Linked DNA regions of Ovis aries: all the other regions are linked to region 2. Evidence: chromatin contacts called from public Hi-C data. All regions are on one chromosome and are shown on one strand. Each heading gives the region's core, a stretch centred on a gene start, on an enhancer-like site or on the middle of the called end of the contact. The rest is flanking DNA. Distances are from core to core; before and after follow the strand shown. Region 1 overlaps RGS5 (regulator of G protein signaling 5). Region 2 has its middle 62 kb from the start of CCDC190. Region 3 holds the start of NUF2 (NUF2 component of NDC80 kinetochore complex).

What was found. A called contact is a pair of places that touch in the nucleus more often than the background predicts.
Region 1: a Hi-C map of liver shows a contact between it and region 2, with 4 times the contacts expected there. The contact joins two enhancer-like sites. A contact is called at or near these places in 3 of 16 Hi-C or Micro-C datasets (liver, skin fibroblasts and tail adipose tissue).
Region 3: a Hi-C map of liver shows a contact between it and region 2, with 4 times the contacts expected there. The contact joins the promoter of NUF2 here to the enhancer-like site in region 2. A contact is called at or near these places in 5 of 16 Hi-C or Micro-C datasets (hypothalamus, liver, omental adipose tissue and 2 more).

What each region holds. Positions count from the first base shown.
Region 1 is chr1:114,835,900-114,839,028 of ARS-UI_Ramb_v3.0, forward strand. The region is part of intron 1 of RGS5 (regulator of G protein signaling 5); the gene reads right to left. Among named protein-coding and RNA genes, the nearest start is that of RGS5, 19 kb to the right of the region's middle. Within about 2 kb of position 1,297, at least 11 of the 54 cell types and tissues checked have an H3K27ac peak or open chromatin away from gene starts, as enhancers often do. A contact at or near this core is called in liver, where this site is marked.
Region 2 is chr1:114,505,235-114,508,124 of ARS-UI_Ramb_v3.0, forward strand. No RefSeq gene overlaps it. Among named protein-coding and RNA genes, the nearest start is that of CCDC190, 62 kb to the left of the region's middle. Within about 2 kb of position 1,472, at least 3 of the 54 cell types and tissues checked have an H3K27ac peak or open chromatin away from gene starts, as enhancers often do. A contact at or near this core is called in liver, where this site is marked.
Region 3 is chr1:115,016,398-115,019,477 of ARS-UI_Ramb_v3.0, forward strand. It overlaps NUF2 (NUF2 component of NDC80 kinetochore complex), which reads left to right and starts at 1,449. Exons shown (of 14, transcript XM_060415754.1): 1 at 1,449-1,839. It overlaps LOC105613604 (a long non-coding RNA gene), which reads right to left and starts at 1,295. Exons shown (of 2, transcript XR_009600691.1): 1 at 1,118-1,295; 2 at 1-1,019.

The DNA.
Region 1 (3,129 bases), core at 47-2,546, 330 kb after region 2:
AAAAGTTAGCCCAGTGCCTAGACATAAATGGCATGCAGTGCACGGTAACCATCATTATCATCTTTACTTAAATAACACCCATCTTGTTTCGCCTAGTATTACAGTTTATAGCAGTTACTCTTAACTTCTGGGATATTAGTATTTGATTTCATTAAGCTCATTTTCTCTTCATGGGAGGAGTGAATTATATGCCATAAACACTACTTTCCTGGTGAAATCACAAAGATACTAAAGCGTGAGAACTGGGAAAAGTCAGAAGCAATTTCTGGTGACTCTATACTGGGGAAGATAGAAGGAAAGCTCCATGTTGAAAGCCAGGAAGATATTTGGGCTGCAAAGCAATGATGAAAACAGAAAGTGAGGCCCTCACTCAACTAGAGGCAGCTGGGGAAAGCCTGTCTTTGCAGGACCTTTGTTTGTTCCCTGTCGGTCAAATGCAGGCTGGGCATGGGAAGATCGATAGAGCCTGGTGATGTGTTGTCTTCCTCCATCACTTGACGGAGAAGCACACTCTGTGTCTCCACACCCCTGATATTTCCAAGTGTCACTGGCCTTTCATTCTAATCGCATGATCCCTGAATCTAGGTGCAAGGACTCTAGCTGTGGGCAAGAGTTCCCTCCTCACGATACACAGGCAGAGAACAAGTGGCCTGCAGCAACTCTTAAAAATAACAAAGATAACATATAAAATATTAATGAATTGAGGTGTTAGTTCATGCTTTTTTTTCTATACTAATAGTTTTTCTTCTGACTTTCAAGAAGGGAGGTAGGGATTTGTGCTTTCTTACTTCTGAGGGAATTGTGTTATAAGGCCAAAAGCAGGTATTGATTGAAGATAATATCTTATTTCTAGCTTTTGTTTTTGAAGACCCTAAACTTGCAGGGGAGATACACTGGCTTGATCCTCAACAGAAATGTTGCTTTTGATGAGTGATAAAGAAAGAGGCAGAGAAACAGAGGGGGAAAGACAGAACCTCTGAGACAAGTTTACAGGACTCTGGTTTAGGGTTCTCTAGCTAATCAACACCCCTACTCTACCCTGCCACACAAACACATCTGTGGGACTCCAGGGAAATGCCAGGATCATAGAGAGGGACAGCTATATGGTGCTCATAATGAGACTTGACCTTTTTAGTCCCGGAGCTCCCGGCTTCACTCAAGCCTAATACCCAGACACAAGCAAGGATTTTTGGAATAACTTCAAGGCATTATGATGCTTCAAAAAAGAAAGATATAAATAACAATGTTGTTGTTCAGCCACTAAATTGTGTCTGACTCTTTTCAACCCCATGGACTGTAGCGTGCCAGACAGACTCCTCTGTCCTCCACTGTCTCCCAGAGTTTGCTCACGTCCATTGAATCGTGAATAATATCTGCCTTTTGAAAATTGTTCAAAAGTCATCCTTCTATAAGTGTGATAAAAAACCCTTAAAAAAAAAAAAAACCAGGAAGCGTTCAAGAGAACTTACTCACCATATGGTTGATGAAACCATGGAAACTGAACTAAATGTGGCCAACTTTCCATTGCTGAAGAAAATTCACCAAGAAAAGACAAAACCAGCTGTTTTGGATAAGCTCTAAGTCATATGACATCTGGATCGGTCCAGATGATTTCATAAGATACTTTCCAGATCTTGAGTTCTTTATTATAGTCACAAGCAACATGTTGGATTTTGTTCAATCTTTCCCCTGCCCTTGGCAGAGAAAATACCCAACTCCTAACTGTGGCAAAACTCCCACCTCAGTTATATAACTGAAAGAATTTGCCAAGAAGTAGGATACAGGTCAAAGAGACTGTTCTGAGAGAGAAAGTGAAGTGAAACTCTTCCCAGGAGAATGGGGCTAATGCCAAAATTAAGCAATTTTTTTCCTAAAAGGCAATAGCCAGTATAGCACAGTGGTTAAGGGAATGAAGGTTGAAGTCAAACTGACCAGATTTATCTTACTATGCGTGTGACTTTTGGCAGATTTCTAAACCTTACCTTGCCTCAGTTTTGTCATTTATAAACTAGAGATAATAATGATACCAACCTCAAAAGTTTTTCATGGTGATGAAATTAGTTATTTTATATGAGATGCTTATAGTATTGCCAGCACAGACAATATAATCCATAAATGACAGAGACTAGTATTATTATTATTTACTAACTCCTTGCTAACAAAGGAACATGTCCAGCTTATTTACACACAAAAATGACAACTATGAACATATAACAGTAGGAAAGAAACTTAGGAAAGAAATAGTAAACAGTAACATTAGCCATTGACTAAACCCTGTTCTCAACTCTGTCACTAATTTGCTGGGTGAGCTTAAGAAATTTAAGTTCTCTTGTCTTCAGTCAAAAACAAGGAGAGAGGAAGGAAACAAGTTTAGTGAGAAAACTTCTAATATCTTCTTTAGCTATTATAAACTAAGACTTTGGGATTATCATACTCAACATCTTGAGAATATAAATGAGAAAGCCAGGACTTGAGATGTGAAATGACTTGTGAATGGTATCATGGATTCCTTTTCTCTTCCATCCTTCCCAACATCTCATCAGTTCAGTTCAGTTCAGTCATTCAGCCGTGTCCGACTCTGACACCCCACGGACTGCAGCACACCAGGCCTCCCTGTCCATCACCAACTCCCAGAGTTTACTCAAACTCATGTCCACTGAGTCGCTGATGCCATCCAACCATCTGATCCTCTGTCATCCGCTTCTCCTCCTGCCTTCAATCTTTCCCAGCATCAGAGTCTTTTAAATGAGTCAGTTCTTCGCATCAGGTGACCAAAGTATTGGGGTTTCAGCTTCAGCATCAGTACTTCTAATGAATATTCAGGACTGATTATCCCAACATCCCATGTTTATCTGTAATTAGAATGTTCTCCTCATAATTTATAAACTCTCTGATTCACATTTGACTGTTTGTCTTCTTCATTTCCTATAGCTAATCTGTCACAAATATTGTTCAATTTTCCTAGAAAATTCTTTTACATGTGTCTTTTCTTCTCCATATCGAAATTTGGCACCTTTCTCCAGGCCTGAACTAGGATTCTCACCTCACGATTTCTATCTTTCCATTTGAATGTATCCTACACTCACTACCAGAGTACAAACGATTTTCTCCTTGTTTGTAATGGCTCTC
Region 2 (2,890 bases), core at 222-2,721:
AGAGGCTGGTGTTTCTAACATCCAGTTTATTGCCCTGTAGACAACAATGATGCATTTGTGCTGAGGAAAATGCCCTGATTTTCTAAATGTCTTGCTGTGTTTTCAGGAATCCTGAGCTCTGTTTCTGGAGGGTTTATGGCTGAGCTGTCCCTTGGTGGAAGCTGTTTTCCTCTTTCCTGGTGGTTGTGGTTGGAGGGAGACACCACTCAGACTCTAATGGAAGTTTACCCACAACAGTTACCTTCTGGTGCCTAAACATCTGAGGGAAGGATTCCAGGCCAACTGGGCCTTTGCATTTCTATTTCGATATTTCTTATAAAAAGATTGTTGGATTGATGGTATCCCTCTTCTAATCACAGCCTGTTGGATCAAGAAATAATCCAAAAATTTGTGTTATTTCTCCAACGGGACAGAGCTAAATTCTACTAGACAGTTGCCTTCCACATGTCCAAAACAGGAGAGTTTCTGAAACCAGTCAGCAGCTTGGGCAAGTTAACTGTCTAATGAACTGAGTATTGATTAGGCATCTGCAGAGTTGAGGGGCTGTCAGGTGTCCGACAGCTTTATGAAGCTCATCATTATGGTGTTTAACTTCTCAGATTTGATCTTTCAGACCCCAAGGAAACAGTGAGCAGGGAGCTAAGTGCCTAGGGAGATGGCTGAGCTCTCTGGCCCCTGATCCAAGTGGGCTAATCCTGCCTGATTTGGCAGAACCTGTTGCTCTCATCTAGCTAGGAGGAAGGTAGGGGTCTGCAAGGCTCACCAATTTGCAGAGCCTTACTGAGCTCCTGACAAAGCAGGCAAAGGGGGCTTACTGGTGCTGATTTCATGCTGAGATTCATGAAGGCTGTGAGATTTGGTTCTTGTCCTGCTTCCAAAACCAAAATCAAGAGACTTCCTTGACATCCAGTGGTTAAGACTCTTCCAATGCAGGAGGTTCAGGTTCTACCCCTGGTTGGGGAGCTAAGATCCCACATGCCTCATGGCCCCAACACTAAAACATAAAACGGAAACAATATTGTAATAAATCCAACAAAGACTTTAAAATAAACATGGTCCACATCAAAAATAATCAAAATCATGGACAAACAGCGAGGTCAAGTTGTGCTAAAGAGGGGCTGGTGACCTAACTTGATTCAGTGCAGTCAGAGGAAATAGCACGTGTTCATTTCACAAATAATTGTTGACCCCTGACCCCTATGCATCTGCTACACACTCAGCAGTGAAATTACAAAGGTTTTGTGCTTGACCTCAAGAGGCTCACAGCCTCCAATTAGTACCATGTTTATCTCTGTGATGAAAACAAATTTCAGAAAAAAAAAGTAAAACTAAAGGAGCAGATCTCTATTTGGAGAAAAAAAACCTATCATATTATTTACTGTGTTGTAATGACTGGTGCATTGATCCTTTCCTTCCACAAACATTTAGTCTGTACCTAATATATTTCAACACTGTGTGGAGCCCTGGAAACTAAGAGAAGAATAAAATGCATTTTCTACTCTTGAGGGGGTTCACAGTCCCACCCTGTGGACCCCCTCACAGGGTGAAATGTATGACCACAACCTCTTTTGGACTATTAGGATGTTACTTGCTTAGAAACTTTTTTTTTTTTGAGTGTGGGCAATGTCTAACCAGTGGACTTCCCTGGAGGCTCAGACGGTAAAGCGTCTGTCTACAATGCGGGAGACATGTGTTTGATCCCTGGGTTGGGAGATCCCCTGGAGAAGGAAATGGCAATCCACTCCAGTACTATTGCCTGGGAAATCCCATGGACAGAGGAGCCTGGTAGTCTACAGTCCATGGAGTCGCAAAGAATTGGACCCGACTGAGCGACTTCACTTTCACTTTCACGTCTAAAGGGAAGAGGAACTATAGGTCTGTTATAACCGATGTCTCTTCTGTTTCTCCCAGCTGCTAGGAGTGTTTCCATTCCTTCAACTGATACTTGCTGCCTGAGTCACAAGGCTGGTCTGCAGGAAATGAAAGAGTGGCCAAAAGCTACAGAAAAAGTAGGCATTGAAAACATGGTCTCTTTACCTCATCAAAAACCCTCAGTACAATTATATAAAAGGAACAATATGTAAACATTGAGATAGTAACATTAAAGGCCATGCAAAGCAGGTTGAGGAATTCTTTGTCTCTGGATAATCGATAATAATATTTACTTCTTGGAATGAGTGGGAACAAGGGAAGTGATATGGTTTGTTTTGAGTGTTAATTCTTTTAGGAGAGCACAAGATTCCTTTGAAACCTCTCCATCTGTCCCATCTACAGGGAGGGCTGCCTTTATTCACAAACATTTTCAGATGGAGATGTCCTGTGTAAGCAAACATGACTCGAGCCTAAACACACATGAGGGAGCCCTGGGGAATCAAATGAGAGGATATATTGTCTTGAATCAAATGTAGTTTTTAGAATAGGAGATGGCTGCCTCCTAGATAGTATGGCCAAAGAAATTACCTCCCAAAGTTCACTTGGATGAAATTCATTTTGTGTTTGAAAAACTGTTCCCTTGCTGAAAATGTTTCTAAGGCTTTATGTAGCTTGAGGTGAGGTGAAGTCACTCAGTCGTGTCTGACTCTTTGCCACCCCGTGGACTGTAACCTACAAGGCTTCTCTGTCCATGGGATTCTCCAGGCAAGAATACTGGAGTGGATTGCCACTTCCTTCTCCAGGGGATCTTCCAGACCCAGGGATCGAACCCGGGTCTCCCGCATCGAAGGCAGATGCTTTAACCTCTGAGCTACCTATTGATTAATATCTCTTACTCTGGTATTCTTAGCCCTCTCTTTCATCAAAGCCTTCCTGAACAATATTTTCTCTCATAGCTTCCAACGGTACAACAAAGCTAGGCCATCTATGGTTCTCTGATCTGTTTACCATTATTATT
Region 3 (3,080 bases), core at 199-2,698, 510 kb after region 2:
TGGATCACAAAAAACTATGGAAAATAAGAGATGGAAATACCAGACCACCTTATCTGCCTCCTGAGAAATCTGTATGCAAGTCAGGAAGCAACAGTTAGAAAGGGACATGGAACAGACTGGTTCCAAACTGGGAAAAGAATACGTTAAAGCTGTATATTGTCACCCTGCTTATTTAACTTATATGCACAGTACATCATGTGAGATGCAGAGCTGGATGAAGCACAAGCTGGAATCAAGACTGCCGGGAGAAATATCATTAATCTCAGATATGCAGAGGACACCACCCTTATGGCAGAAAGTGAAGAACTAAAGAGCCTCCTGATGAAAGTGAAAGAGGAGAGAGTGAAAAGCTGGCTTAAAACTCACATTCAAAAAACTATCATGGCATCCAGCCCCATCACTTCATGGCAAATAGATGGGGTAACAACAGAAACAGTGACAGACTTTACTTTTGGAGGCTCCAAAATCACTGGAGATGGTGACAGCAGCCATGAAATTAAAAGACACTTGCTCCTTGGAAGAAAAGCTATTACCAACCTAGACAACATATTAAAAAGCAGAGACATTATTTTTCTGACAAAGGTCTGTCTAATAAAAGCTAAGGTTTTTCCAGTAGTCATGTATGGATATAAGAGTTGGACTATAAAGAAAGCTGAGCGTCGAAGAATTGAAGCTTTCGAACTGCGAGGGTGAGAGTCCCTTGGACTGCAAGGAGATCCAACCAGTCCATCCTAAATGGTATCAGTCCTGGGTGTTCATTGGAAGGACTGATGCTGAAGCTGAAACTCCAATACTTTGGCCACCTGAGGCGAAGAACTGACTCGTTGGAAAAGACCCTGATGCTGGGAAAGATTGAAGGCAGAAGAGGACGACAGCGGGTGGGATGGTTGGATGGCATCACCGACTCAATGGACATGAGTTTCAGCAAGCTCGGGGAGTTAGTGATGGACAGGGAAGCCTGGCGTGCTGCAGTCCATGGGGTCGCAAAGAGTCAGACATGACTGAGCGACTGAACTGAACTGAAAAGAGATAATACCTGTAAGCATCCAACACAGAACCCGGGGGCTCTGCTCAAAAAACATCAACATTATTATCACTCTGAGTCTCTATGACTTACCTTGCCCCACTGACAGCCCCAAGTCCTCCTTTCCTTCTTACCCTGAGCTTAGCTTAAGTCTCCAGAAACCCTCTATTCATTTTCGCTCTACATCTCCAAAGCCAAACACGTCCATGGACCTCGGGAATTCCGCGGCAACGCCGGACTACTTCCCCAAACCGCGGCTCTGTCACTTCCTGCAGAAGTTCCGACTGATCGTCAACTCCGCGAAAAATAGTTCCGCCTAGAGCCCAGCGTTCTCTCTCGCAACTCCAGCGCCAACCGCTCTAAGCATATTGAGCCCAGCCGGTACCCGGCGCGGCCCGAGCGCAGGAAGTGGGCGGGGCGGAACGGGGAGGGACTTCCAGGGGAAGGCGGCTGGTTTGAAAATTGACAACGGTCGATGTTTGCTGACCTTTGACTTTGCGTGTAGCTGCTCCACGGACTCGCCGCTGTCCTGTGGGCGGCTGCTGCGGTAGGTGAGAGCAAAGAGACGCGCGTGGACGGAGTCCGGGAGACAGTGTGTGCTTTCTCGCTCTGGAGCCACGGGCCTGACTGTTTTCGTTCCACGCGTCGCTGGGGAGGAGGCTGCAGAAGCCCGCCTTTGGGTGCTGCGGGTGAGCGCATAGGTCGTTTTCGTTAGATTTTAGTCCCCAAAACAATCTGAACTCATTTCCTACGAAACGAATATCTGCCGTCTGGTACAGCAAAGATTACTCGAGAAGAAACTTGCAGTCCAGCTGGTCAGTTGAAGGTTGTATTTCTATATTTTTAACCGATTTATTTAGAAGCTAATGGGGTTCCAGATGGTGTCATAAATTTCCGTTACTCACACATCGCTTAACCAAAGTCAAACCAAAAATCGAAAGGCTAAAATATCATGTTGTTGTTCAGTCGCCAGGTCGTGTTCTTTGCGATCCACTGGACCGCAGCTCGTCATGCTGCGGTGTGATATTAGAAATATCATGCTTAATCCAAAAGTCAGAGGAAGAGGGCGGTGTATATATAGCGCTTTGCGTGCATGGCGCGATCATTTTTCCCTGAATAACTTCGGGAAACTTTTAATTTTTTTTAGGTTGGGACTCTTTTCTCTTTGTTTAGCATCGGCTCCCTGGCCTTTTGATTTCCACGATGTAGTTTGTTTTAGAAAAATGAACCTACTGTGCGCTGGTTTGTGGTGTTGCAGATAATGGGACACCGAGAGGTGATTAGCAGTAAATGACCTGCTACTTTACATATTAGGTCATTTATATACTTTATTTCACCAGAGAGCTCAAACTGGATTGGAAGGCCTCTTCACCTGTCTTTTTCTCTCCCTCTCCTCCCTATTCCGTTCTCCCTCCCTCTCCACATACTCGTGAATAAATTGGAACTGAAATTGTACTATCAAAGAAAATAGAAGTTAGATAGGAGAGATGGTTTCAAAGGGAAACATTGGAAGTTTGGGAAATGTCCTGGAAGAGACTAACTTGTAACAGAAAATTTATTAGGTTATTAAATTATAGAAGTTTTTAAAGCCAAGCAGAAACATTTGAATTTGATATGATGGGCAGGGCAAGTAATTATTTTTGTAAAGATGTTACCTGATGCATTTGTTGTTCTATGCAGATTAACTTGATGGCAAAGTGCACAAGTTTTAGAAGGTAGAGATGTGTGATAATAATTATGAAGATATTGTATTTTGCACCTCTTTCTCTATTGGAATAATCTCTGATCCAGATATATTAATAGTTTGTTTTGGAAAATTGACTTTTTTGCTGTCTTTCTTTGGGCAATGATTTTTAAATCTATGACTTAGATGAAAATATAGAATGCATATTTATGTTAAAAGGGACATATAACATGTGAGGTGTCAGAAGCTGGGTACAAAAAGATTCTGACAGTAAGAGTTGGACTGTGAAGAAAGCTGAGCGCCGAAGAGTTGATGCTTTTGAACTGTGGTGTTGGAGAAGACTCTTGAGAGTCCCTTGGACTGCAAGGAGAT